2 separate regions of the Mus musculus genome follow, and region 2 is linked to region 1. A link is a contact called in public Hi-C data. All regions are on one chromosome and are shown on one strand. The core of a region is the stretch at or near the end of the contact, and the rest is flanking DNA. Distances in the headings are between cores, read along the strand shown. Region 1 overlaps Gm11351 (predicted gene 11351). Region 2 has its middle 25 kb from the start of Prl.

The links. Hi-C and Micro-C count contacts between places; a contact is called where the count stands out from the background.
Region 2: a Hi-C map of cranial neural crest shows a contact between it and region 1, with 4 times the contacts expected there. The contact joins two enhancer-like sites. A contact is called at or near these places in 2 of 484 Hi-C or Micro-C datasets (cranial neural crest and uterus) and 2 of 115 datasets of contacts at active chromatin or transcription factors (astrocytes and embryonic fibroblasts).

The regions. Positions count from the first base shown.
Region 1 is chr13:25,928,715-25,935,244 of GRCm38.p6, forward strand. Gm11351 (predicted gene 11351) reads right to left here. Exons shown (of 4, transcript NR_045062.1): 2 at 2,046-2,250. Among named protein-coding and RNA genes, the nearest start is that of Gm11351, 34 kb to the right of the region's middle. Within about 2 kb of position 4,292, at least 52 of the 459 cell types and tissues checked have an H3K27ac peak or open chromatin away from gene starts, as enhancers often do.
Region 2 is chr13:27,029,377-27,036,207 of GRCm38.p6, forward strand. No RefSeq gene overlaps it. Among named protein-coding and RNA genes, the nearest start is that of Prl, 25 kb to the right of the region's middle. Within about 2 kb of position 2,670, at least 43 of the 459 cell types and tissues checked have an H3K27ac peak or open chromatin away from gene starts, as enhancers often do.

The sequences.
Region 1 (6,530 bases), core at 3,042-5,541:
CGATAGAGGAGCTTTCCAGACCTACACCTCATGGAGGAGCTGTTGGCAGTGGATAGACAATTGCAGGTGGATGAAGAACCATTGTTTTCTGTTTCTTTGTTTTGTTTCATTTTTATTATGTTGCCACAAGAAGATTTTCCCTGTTCTGGTGGGTTGTCTTCCACATACACATGTAGGTAGCACTAATTGAACTTAGAGGGTTATACAAGAAAGGACAATTATATATATATATATATATATATATATATATATATATATATATATTTGTATAATATGGGGAGACATGGGGCATTTGAGAAGGGAAATGTGGTAGATATGATTGTATTTCATTGTATAAATACATGAAATTATTCAGAAGAAAGAAAAGTTTATTTTATTTTATTTTATTTTATTTATTTATCATCCGTTTTTTGAGACAGGGTTTCTCTGTGTAGCCCTGTCTGTCCTGGAACTCACTCTGTAGACCAGGCTGGCCTCAAACTCAGAAATCTGCCTGCCTCTGCCTACCAAGTGCTGGAATTCAAGGCATGCGCCACCACTTCTTGTTCTATTATTTTCTTTTCTTTGTTTTTACCTAGATTCTATATTCTTCCAAATGTCAGATTTTGCCTTGAGCAGGAACAAAGAGTAAAAGAAACCACCCCAGTTCTCTTAGAAAATGATTTTGGGTTGAAGGTTTGTTTTTATTTTTCTGTAAAACTGAGATTTAAAATATAAACCTGGCAAATAGGAATTTACAGGGATGCCCAGCAGTGTGTCTAGCTAGTATCAAAGTTTGCTAATGGCTGCTGGTATCCAGACACTAAAACGAGCTATCGTGTTAATCCAGAATCTATGGTTATGAGGGCTGCCACAGCAATAGGCCATGAACTAGGTGACTCAAGTCTCAAAAATTTATTGTTTCAAGGCTCTAAAGATTAGACAGGTCAAGGTGTCAGCAGACAACTGATGTTCCCCCTCTGAGGCTGGGGAGAGAAGGAAATGCCTTGCCTATTCTCCAGCTATCTGCAGAAGTCAGTATTCTCTTCTCTCTACATTGTCTTCTGTTGGCGTCTTTCAAATGAATTCCCACCTCTTTGCTTTTTCCGGTTTATTATTCCATGCCTCATTCTCCTTGAAAGTTTGAGGAAAGCTATGGTGGGCATTCAGTTCCCCTTCCCCCCTTATCTTTTATTAAGAAGACTGCCTTCATGGGAAAAGGTTAAGGAACAGACTCGCTAATATCTACAATCACTCTCTTGAGCAGAAAATCATCGAAAATGAAATCAAAATTATTTTGTCTACATTCCATTAGCTAATGTGTGTGTGTGTGTGTGTGTGTGTGTGTGTGTGTCTGTCTGTCTGTGTGTGTCTGTGTGTGTCTAGTGTGTAGACTTGTTTTTGCTTGTGTGCATGTGTGGAGACCTGAAGAGAGTCTTGTGTATCAACTCTAAGATGCCATCTTTTTATTTACTTAATTTTAGATGTGGTTCCTCACTGGTCTCAAATGCATTCCTTTGGGTAGGCCAATAATCCTGAAGGCTCTCCTGTCTCTGGCTTCCCTGTGCTTGGATTGCATGTATACAATACCATGCTTATCCACTCTCTTTCTTTTACCTTTCTTTCTTTCTTTTTCTTTTTTCTTTTTACCATGTGATCCAGCGTCAAACTCAGATAGTCATTCTTGCACGGCAAATACTTACTGACTAATTATCTTTACAGGCCCCGTAGCCTCAGCATCTTTCCTTAAGTTTATACCAGCATCCCATTCTCTCTCTACCTGGATTCAAGGGTAGGCCTGGTGAAGAACACAAGACTTGCTGGCCAGGATGGGGACTCAATGCTCTCTTTTGATTCATACCCTTGTCTTTCACTCTGATTTACTTCCAGTGAGTGCAGTGATTTACCTTTTGGGGGATTTTTTTCACTTTGTTCTTCATAAGCCCTTTGTTGGCTTTCTAGAAGTTATTGCCACTGAATTAGATTTTAATGGAGTTAATATATCAGTATGTTATTTAGCAGTTTAGCCCGCGATTAATCCTAGAGAAGTTGGGTGAATGCCTTACCAGGAGGCTGTGTGTTCTCCAATGGCTGCATTACTCATGCGGGATACAGAAGGACAAATCTAGAGCAGCAGGATAAATGAGGCCAGGTGACTGGGGAGGCAGGGCTCCAGAGTTTAGTGGCTTAGAAGGAAGGGCACCATTTTTCTCGGAGGTGAGGGTCAGTTTTCCATCCTAGGGTCTTTGATGAGGAAAGCAGACATTAATCCTACAGAAAATAAGATGAAAATGTTACTCACCTCTGAACCAGGCTTAATGATGAATCAATAGATTTGCCTTCAGATTTCCAGTTTCAGTGCCCTGAATCTAAACAATGGGCAGGTCTCTGGCTTATGTGCACCTAAGACTTACAGTTAAATTAGTTTTTTTTTCTCCCATTTTCTTACCAAATGTGAAGCAATGTAATCTCTATAACATACTCATTAGTAAGATCCAGAGCCATTAAATCCAATCCTCGGTTTTCACCCATGCTATCAAATACACATTAACCCCTCTTGCTTTTTCACTTTTCAGAGAATGGAAATAACAGTAGAAAATTCATCTGAATTTTGCTCACAAACACAGAGAGCTACAATGTTCTGAGGAATCTACAGATAATAATGAACATTTTTTGTCTTCCTGACTTCTCATGTGTATTCTGTGTGCATATGCACACATGCATGTGTGCACGCACGCACATACACACACACACACACACACACACACACACACAGAGAGAGAGAGAGAGAGAGAGAGAGAGAGAGAAAGAGAGGTGTACAGGTGTATTCAACTGTGTGGAGGCTCCAGAGTTAATATCTGACGTCTTCCTCACTCTCCTTTGCATTCACTGAGTGGGTCTCTTGTTGAGCCCAGAGCTTACAGATTGTGCTGCTTGGTTACCTAGATGGTCTCTAGCACTCTGACTCCACCTCCCCTCCAACCCCCCAGATTGCTGGGAATCTAAGTGTCATCCTGCCTGCCTGCCTTTCAAGTGTGTTTGAGGATCCAACTCTGCTTTCCATACCTGCTTTTTATGGTAGGCACTTTGGCCACTAAGCCATGTCCTTGGCTGTCATGTATACTTTTCCATCTACAGGTTCCCTAAAATGTTGGAGCTCCTGCCCTTCTTACTGTGATGTCATCACTTTCTTTTCCACCATGGATATAGTAAGTGGCACATTTGTCCTATAATGGTACCTTTGTGAGACAGACAGAGCTAATTTTTCATTCTAGATACCTGAAGCTACAGGCTACATTGAAAACAGGGAAAAAAAAAAAAGCCAGCAGTTCTAGGTTATGCTGACACAGGTAATGACTTAAAATTCCTCTGAGCTTAGATTTTTTTTTTTGTGCTTATGAGTCTCTAAATTAGCTTTCATTATCTCAGCAGGTCTCTGCCTTTTGAGTTTTGAAGCCATCGTTTATGAATATAGCCAGAGCACTGAAGTTGTTTGCTTTTAAGGTAACAAACCCCTGCTGGATGGGAAGGTGTGAGGTATTAGGGTTAGTGAGAATTGCAGTCAGTGGATATAGCATTGCTCTGAGGTGAATTAAAGAAGTCGAGCTTGATTTGATTTCAGCTGCAGTGTCTTTAGCCGGTACCAGAATGAATCCATGCCAGAACTGGCAGGGACTTTGAAGTGAGAGAATCCCTGTGGATTTTGTATAATCGCACCACACGAAGGAGGGAATATATGAAACACCTGTGAGATGCCACCCTGCCTCTGGTCCTGTGAAGAGGTTTAATGTTTAGACTCTCACACAGTGAGTCTCAGCCTAGTGGAATTTCTATCAGCAACAGAGAAAGTAGGCTCATGAGCAGCAAATACTATTTGCATCACTTAGAACCACAGACTTGAAAAGGACTAAGAAGTCATCAAAACTGCCTGCCCTGCTCTTGGAAAGAAGGCCTTCCTTGCAGAAGGCAGAGGACACTTGGCTATCTGGACCCAATTCAAAGGTTACAGGCATCTGCATAAATCATTACCCCTGCTTACCAACATCTGCAGCTAGTACACAAATTCTCAGAAATAACATGCCTTTAGACCTGGCTGGGGTTCTTCCAGTTTTTGCTGGAAGAAATAGGGTGCTTCATATTGTTCAGCCATATACTCAAAGCTCTATGGCAAAAGAGTTCATTACATGGTGAAAGACACTAGCTTGGAGAGTATTTCTTGGAGGAAGTGCTCTCATCCCTGACTCTATCCTCTGCAAACTCGAATTGTATTGTCTCAAAGACACTCTCATCCCCTCTGGACAGCCAGTCTGCACACTAGATGGCAGTAATAGCCCAGTTTCAGAGTCCCTTTTTGTCTTCCCCTCCCCCTTTCTCTTCTGGCATAATCTTTTCTTGTCCATAGCAATAGAGAATAAAAGATGCAAATAAAATCCCTTTATTTTGTACAAGGCTCATTCAGAAAAGCTGATATACAATTAAAATGATCAGGAAATAAATATTTTAAACAATATTGAAAACTTCAGGCATGGTGGGTTTTTCTTGGTGGTAGAGGAAGGTCTCTGATTCATTTCTTTGTTTGTTATTCTTTTTCAGGCATAGTTTAATTACCAAAAGAGGCTTGTTGAGGCCCAAGGTCTAAGCTTAAATGAGATGATAAAAATGTATTTTGGAGATTTTGGAGGGAGTAGGAGGCAGGAGGAATCCAGCCAGGCCAGTTTTTTTTTTCTCAAATCCCGTGCTTTGCTAGCAGATTGACTCTGTGCTTTATACAACATTAATCTGGATTTCCTAGACATTCAACAGTCAGATGCATGCTCAGAGCCGCATTAAGTATTGCTCATTAACAGTAAGTAAGATACTGGAAACAGAACTATAAACCAAACGAAAGTCTCCTGACATGAGTAGGCCCCTTTGGACTGTTTGTGTAAAATTTAAATCTGTATTGGTGAGCTAGAAAGAGACAGATTCTGTGTCCGTGAAATGTTCTCAGGCCTCTAGAATGTCCTATCTGAGGTCTACTTGCAAAAGAAGGCTCCACTCTTACTGGTGATAATTCATGCTGTTACCAAAGCAGTAAAAACACAAAATGCATATACTGAAACAAATGTGTCACTCTTAAATTGAATGTTGCAGCCACGGCCTTTCCCTACTCCTAAGCACAGCTCCAGCTTCCTGTTGGAATGCACAGGCCCACACTATGCTCCCATTTCCAGCAAATTCTGCAATCATCTCTTAAAGGTTGCCACAGAGAAAACCTAAGCAGCATCCTAAAGAACAACTCAAAGCCACGGGCAGATATGAATTTTTTACTTGGCCCACATGTGAAAATGATTAATGCATTATTTATAGATACTGCCTTTCCAGGGAGCTCAAGGTCATCTGTGGACTCCCAGACAAAGGGTCAAGTCTTGAGAAGCTGGCCTAATAATCGGTGCTGACAGTTTCTTGGACATATTGCAGTGCTTTAAGTAGATGTATTTTCCTACTTGGAAAGAACTGTGAAACCTTTTTTTTTCTTTTTATTCCTTTTAAATTAGTTAGCTACTCACTTATCTGACTTGATTACAACTCATTAACTTTGATCAGAAGGAGGGCATGGGCAGGAGTGTTGCTATGGCCACCTTCTGTCTTCCTCGAGCCTCTGCATCATTCTACTCTGAGAAACATTACAACTAGCCTTTCCATGTAACAAATGTACCTCACTTGCCTTATCCTGTGTCATTGATGCTTCCAGACCTTCTAGGGCTCAGAAAAGAAAACTCAGCGGTAGCACTGTGAAGCAAAGACCAGACTTTTAGATCATTCATTCAAGAACACAAATGGGAAATCAATTCAATATATGATATTATACTTACCTACAGCAGACAGGAACCAATATAGATGACAACTTAAAGGCATGGGATTTGGTATAATATCATATATTGAATTGAAGGACAATCTTTGAAATGATATGTATAACTTTATCATATAGAGAATATGGACCAGTTTTACCGAACAATCATGGGGCATACTATTGAGGTGCCAATTTCTAGTATTTAATGGGTAATGCAATGTGAAAGGACATAGGGAAGATTTGGCCGCTCTAATGCAGGAAGTAAGAAGTACATTCCAGAAAATGTGAGCTGCTTGCTTAGGTAAATATTCAAGTAAGTATTATACAAAGTAGATGGATTTCTAGGCTCAGCATGCACCAGCAATTCTAAATAGCTTTCTCCCTCAATTCTCCTGTAGTATTGTCTAAAGAGGAAAGGCTGCAATGGTCCCATCCTATCTCAAGGCTTGTATTACTACCTAGCTTCAGACATTATAAATCATAACAAAACAAAAGCGCTACAATTAATTATTCTGCTACTATAATTGCTCCCAGAGGCAGAGTCCTGTACTTTTCAGTTTTCACTTAGAGATTTTGTGATTTTCGCTCATTGATTATTGAAAATTGTGTTGCCTTGAATGCATCCACAATGAACTATTCTATATTAATTGGCTTTAATTAAAATTTTGACACAACAATTTCTTCAATTAGTCTCCACATATCACACCAGAAATTAGTG
Region 2 (6,831 bases), core at 1,420-3,919, 1.1 Mb after region 1:
AGAAAGAGAGCTCATAAGAAAAGAGAGAGCTCATATGATCTTGTAAGAGGAAGAAAGGGAAGGGAAGGGAAGGGAAGGGAAGGGAAGGGAAGGGAAGGGAAGGGAAGGGAAGGGAAGGGAAGGGAAGGGAAGGGAAGGGAAGGGAAGGGAAGGGAAGGGAAGGGAAGGGAAGGGTAGGGAAGGGAAGGGAAGGGTAGGGAAGGGAAGGGTAGGGTAGGGTAGGGTAGCAAGCACAACAGAGAAAAAGCATGTTGGAAAGTTATCTCCAGCAAAACAAAAGGGCAGCAGCTTGAGCTGCTTGGACCCATGATTGAACTTCTAGTCAGATGTTTTGCTTCTCCTAGAAACCCCTTCCTCAAAATCCCTCTTCAAGCCAAGGCTGATCCTTGGCAATTGATCAGAACTTATCCTCAGATTTAAGGATAATAATCACCTGTATATGGTTTATTTGCTATTACACATTAAGAAAAAATGAAAACAACCCATCAGTTTCAACAAGTTAGAATTGCACTTATGTTAAAATTGAAAAGTACTTTTATGTCACTTGACCATTTGTTCAATTAACAGAAAAGTCTAAACTACCAGGAAAAAAAGTATGAGGACCATAATGATCAGATGTGGGAATTAAACAACAGTAGCAGCAGCAGCAGCAGCAGCAAATTAACACCAGCATGAGTCAAAGATTAACCTAAAGTCCTGGGCATCAGTCAGTATGATTAAAAGCAACCTTTTCTGTCCCACGAGGTAAAAAAAACAGTAGAGAAGAAAGCAGTCTAAGTCATCCTGCTCCTGCCCATGGTCACATAGTCAGTAGTGTAAGATAAGAAGGAGCCTTTCCGGGGACGGGATCGCATTTTGTTGGTAGTTACACCCTACTTTACAATCTGCATTTGGAAAAATTGTCTGAAAGGAAACTCACAGTAAGTTGATGAAAATTTTGATGCCTATTTGGGGTTTAAGATGGAACATGCTCCAACAAGATGTAACTGCATGCGACTCAGGCCCATGGTGCTCTAGACAAATGGCTGAGTATATTGTATCTGGTAAATCCACAGTCTCCCTGGTTTCTAAACAAATGACTGTAGAGAATCATTTATAACCCACAGTTCAAACAGCTTTATCTGTGTCTGTCATGAGAACTTTGACTTATTAAGACTGTCTGGTAAGAGGTTGCAAACATAAACATTCATCAACATCGAGGAGGAAAACACAAACTGTTGCCATGCAAGGAACAATATTGCCTTGCCTAACCTTTAGCAGGAAATCCAGCAGGTAAAGGCAGCATCTAGTGACATATTTCAAGAGTCAGACCCTAACCTTCACTTTTTGAGCTTTAAATCATCATCATGATGGCCACACTACTATAGTGCACTCTTACTGTCTCATAAAAGAGGCACAAAGAAGAAGAAAAAAAAAAAAAAAAAAAAAAAAAACAAGAAGCAAATAGGATAACACATGCATTAAGCATGTGGGAAGTAAGTATTGGTATTAACTATCAAATAGCTACATACAGAAACACACACATGACTCCAAACTCTAGTCATGTTTGCTCTCTGTGTTTAAAGAACATTACCCTGCCTCCCAAAGACGCTATTATTTAAAGTTACAATAAAAGTGCATGTCCTGAGTGAAAGATATCCGTACTCTGTAGCCTCAACAATCATTGTAAGGTAACACACTTCTCAACACAAACTAAGTTTCTGGGACTTAAGTGTAGCCACAGCCACTAATCCACATTAGCTCTGCATCTTTCCTTTGATATTTTCTGTGAATGTGTCACTCCTCTGCTGACATGCAAATAAATTCTGTTCCAAGATGTGACGTGGAAGAGACTTTGCCAATTTAATAACTTAGGAATAGGAAATTATCCCAGGTGCTGCAAATTAATAATCTAGATGCCCTTCCTCTCCTGTCCCCAGGGACCTGTCAAGAGTCAGTAGAGAGACATAGGAGAGCTCAGCTCAGTTGCAAATAAAATTAAGCCCACAAAGCTTATGTTCTCATTTTCTCCATCTTCTTTTGAAATTGAGAACACACACAAGATTTACTTTGAAGTCAGGGATGCCTGAATATGATCTTATTGATTTCCATAGCATGTTTTTGCTCTGCAATGCGGATGTGCATTTTTCAAACATATTAAGCAAGTCTTTGATCTGATTTGTTCCACCAGAACACCCGACGGAGGCTGAAAGCTATTTCTATACATGGGTTTGCTGAGCTCTGTGGAAGCCTGCTCTTGCTTGAGAGAGGTTGGAACCATCCCATCTGAAAGCTCTTTTCAGCCTTTTTCAGCCTAAACATTTTATGCAGAGGGGTTAAAGGTCACCAACTGTCAAAACAAAATCCAAATTGCACAGCAGGGGAAGCTAAGCAGAATGGAAACTCAGAGTTCACTAACTGAGCTAAATAATCCATGGAACAGGCAGTAAAACTGCCCTTAAAAAGTAACAGGCAGGAAAAAAAAAAGTAGCAGGCATATTACTGTGATTCCTATTGAGTTTTACAAAATGCATGGAAACTTTTAAAGGCTAATAACTCAGATATCAATATAGAGATTGAACTGTAATGATCTGGAAAATGCAGTGAGCAACCAACACAAACTTTGCACCATGGTAGCAAACAGGATGTGACCTCCAAGGCACCAGATGCCCTCCTGAGAACATAATGCTTCCCAAACTCTGTAAGGTTTCCACTTTCAAACACAGTTGTTTGTTTGTATTTTCAGGATTGAAGAGAAGGGAACCTGTTTGCATTTGGGCTGCTAACCCCACAACCCTCACTGGCCTTGTTCCTCATACTGGAGACAAGATTCACAGTAGTCAAGTCTCAGTATAATGTCTTCTTCAGGCTCCCCCGTCACTTGATCTGTTTCCAAGCCTTGCCTCGTCATAGCTTTCTGCATTTCTAATTTATTTTTATTTTATTTTGAATGAAACAAAATGCCTCTACTCTTAAATCTAATTTAGCATTTCTCAGAATTAAAAATAAGTAAGGTTTTGCTTGATGAAATAACTTCATGCAACACTTCCTTATTGTAACAAGTAGACATTCCCCACTCAAGACCTGCTCCCCCCATTTCTATGAAGTAGAAGAAGGAAAATACAATGAGAAAGAGTACAGAAACCTAATGGGACACAATGTAAGGCCTGAGGGTGTTAGCTCAGTGTAAATAAACTACATGTTTAGTAATGATGATCTGCACTTGATCACCCAGAATTCTGTGTGTCTGCTTAGAAGCTGAAATCAGGGAGACTTTGAAACCTCATATTGAGGAGAGAGAGCAAAAGTGAGGGCCTTTGATTTTAAGGAAACGAGAGCACCTGAAAAGGGAGGCTAACATGAGCTCACACAGCTTTTGGCTACTGGAGTAGTCCATGTTCTCATATCCATCGCCCTCTCTGTTTGACCTTCAGTTCAAATTCTAATAACTATACCTTCTACCCAGATTCATTATTTCCTACTTTGAACACATCATCCTCACAAGTTTATTGAGAGGACTGAATTCAGAAAAAAAAATCCATGGATGCAGAAGTGCTTTGAAAAATGTGAAGAAACAATAACCTCAAATATGAAAAACAAGTCAGTTACCCAAGTATACACAAGAGAGAACATGAGCTAAAGGAAGGAATATGAAAATGTTAAATATTTAAAATGGTTGACCTGCAGGAAAAATTTTCACTGAAGTATTATTAAAGTTAGGAGAGTTTCAAAAACTCAAAATCAGGGTGAGCCTGAACTTCAAGGAATTTAATAATAAATTCTAATAGTTTCGATGGTTGAGCAATGGAGTGGATTAGTCATTGGAAGGACGAGACTGTGGTCTGACCATGTTAGGAATTTGGAAAATGCAGAATGACCAGGGTCTGCTGTGGTTCACACTTTGAGACTCAGCAAAAGGAGTAAGATTAGGTCAGCCCTGAGGTACTTGCCAGCTGTAAAATGGTGAACTACTTCAAAAAAGAGCTTATGCAAAGTTTTTGTAACTATAACTTAAAGATACACATAACAATATTTTGTGGGTATGGTGATAAATAACATAAGCCCAGGACTCAAAAGACTAATCTGGAAATACCATGAATTCAAACCAATATCCTTTCTAAAACCAGTAGCAGGTGCAATGGTAGTGGAAAATCCAAGAGGTGGGCCAGTTTGGAAACAGCATAAATGTTATTGGTTTTCGAGTTGTGACACAGCTTGAAGTAGCTGCAAAGGAAGCTGTAGATGAGGGTAGAGGCCAGATGTGACTCCATTTTAGGCCCAAAATTGCTTAAGACATTGCAAATTTCCCAAAAACTCCAGCTGTAGCTAATGAATTGGAGCAGGGGAGAGGGGAACAGATTACTCTGGTAGGGCCCAAAAAGATGTGTGAGAAGGTCCATAACTCACAGGACACACTACACACACAGCTAGGTGACAAGACAATAATCAACCCACAGAGAAAGACACAGTAGAGCCTCTGGCTCCAAATGCTGTTCTCATAGAAAAAAAGGAAATCTCAGTCCTACTTGGACTTATCCCTGAAATACAGGTAGCATATGCTGCCATTAAAATAAATTTAAAAAATCATCAGACTTTTAAAAGTAAATATGTAAAAGAAGGAAAATAAACCAATGATCTAATTCCAAATTAAAAGTCCCAGTTCAGAAACAGAAATAATATTAAAAATAAATAAAATTCCAAAACAAAAGATCTTATCCTCAAATCACTAGTTCCATAATAATGAGACAAAATAAACAATTGTTTGAAAGTACTATTGGAAAACAAATTTTAAAAAGTCATTTACTAGCCAGGCATGGTGGCGCACTCCTTGAATCCCAGAACTTGCCAGGCAGAGGCAGGCAGATTTCTGAGTTCCAGGCCAGCCTGGTCTACAAAGTAAGTTCCAGGACAGCCTGTGCTATACAGAGAAACCCTGTCTTGAAAAACAAAACAAAACAAAACAAGAAACAAACAACAACAACAACAACAAAAAACCCAAAAAATCAAAAAACAAAAAAAAAAAGAAAAGAAAAGAAAAAGTCTCATTTACTTATGTTCAAACAATTAAAATAATTCAAAAGAAGACGTGAATAGACACCAAGAAAACTAATACTGGAGGAATACAACAAAGACTACAAAAGATTTATGAGACATTACTTCTATAGACATTGTCTTCCTATATAAATTCACATGCAAAAAGATTTAAGTAGACTTACTTACAGCAATGTACCAATCTAGTAGCCACCACTTACTACCATAAGCTAAGATATAAAAACATGCCAGTGACAGGAGTAGGTAGCTTCTTTTCTGAGTTGTAGGCCAGTAAATTTCTATAGAACCCAAATCATCACATGCTATTGCTATTGCTCTGAGTTACTCTAAAACACTTGTATACAAGTGCCACAGAAAATGACAAAATAAGGCTGGGATGGATCTGGAAACTTAATACCTATGGGATATTTTTCGTAGTGCTTAAAGTGCTGTTCAAACAAGCAGAGGAGAAAAATTATCATCCATCATATCCAGCTACAAACTCTTCAAGGTATAGTAATGACCGCCCTGAAAAGACCTACCTAATGGTTTAATAATGGCATGACCATCTCTTAATAGAAGATATTGATTAAAAGAGACTCACAACTAAGATATAGTAGAATAAAAAACTTCAAAATGTTGAGCCATAAAGGGAACACATATACATATATATCATATACATATACATATACATATATATACACATAGATACATACACACACATGCCTACAGACACACATACACGGAGAGAGAGAGAGAGAGAGAGAGAGAGAGAGAGAGAGAGAGAGACGTAGACATACATACAGACACATAGACTTAGACATAGACGTAGACGTAGACGTAGATGTAGACGTAGATATAGATGTAGACATAGACATAGTCTAGACATAGACAGACAGGGACACCCTAGGCCTCTACCCTGAAGGCTCAGGGATCATTGCAGAAGAGTAAATAGAAAGAATGTGAGACACAGAGGTCCAGCTGTCAATCATCTAAACCTACATAAAAGTTCCAAATGGACATACCATGAACACCTGGGTCTCACTGCAGTCAGATACACACAGACAGATGCATAGGTTATAATGTCCAGCTAGACCTTCTGAATCAACGAGTTCCAGACCCAGTGACATGACCACTCTCATAATATAGGATGGAGATTAATTGAGGAAAAGATTTGGTGTTAACTTCTGGCCCCCATATGTGCATGTGCATGCATACATGATCACATATATGCACAGGCACAAAAATCTAAAAACAAATGCTTTCAGTGGTAAGTTATTACAAACACTGTGACTGTCATACAGAAAAAAGTTAATAACACCCTTGTTAAGACACACTGTGTATGTACTTGCATGTATGTGTTTTAAAGCATATCTAGGTTTTTTTCTTTCCAGAAAATAAAGGGTATGCTTAATTTCTCTCATAATTTCAAAGTTTGTTGTATGACTCTTACATAGCTTTTTTTTTAAATTTTACTCTGTAAAAATTGCAATTAACAACAAAAGGGAACGGTGAGGAGTCTGACTTTTAGATGGTTACCTCATTGTAAAAGAGTAAGACTACTAACGTTTTCTTCCCTTTTAGTAACTCACTTTTGGTATGTATATATGTATATGTGTGTGTGCATGCAAATGTATGTTTGTGTGTACACATGCACACACATATATAAGACTATGTTAGAATAGCTTACATATGCAGACAAATTTTTCCTATACTCAAGCAATTCAGAGAAGCACCACTTACTGGATTGATATGTCCCTATGTTTGGACAAGCTAACAGTTCTTTATGTACTATTTTAGCCTTTATATTCTTCTCAAAAG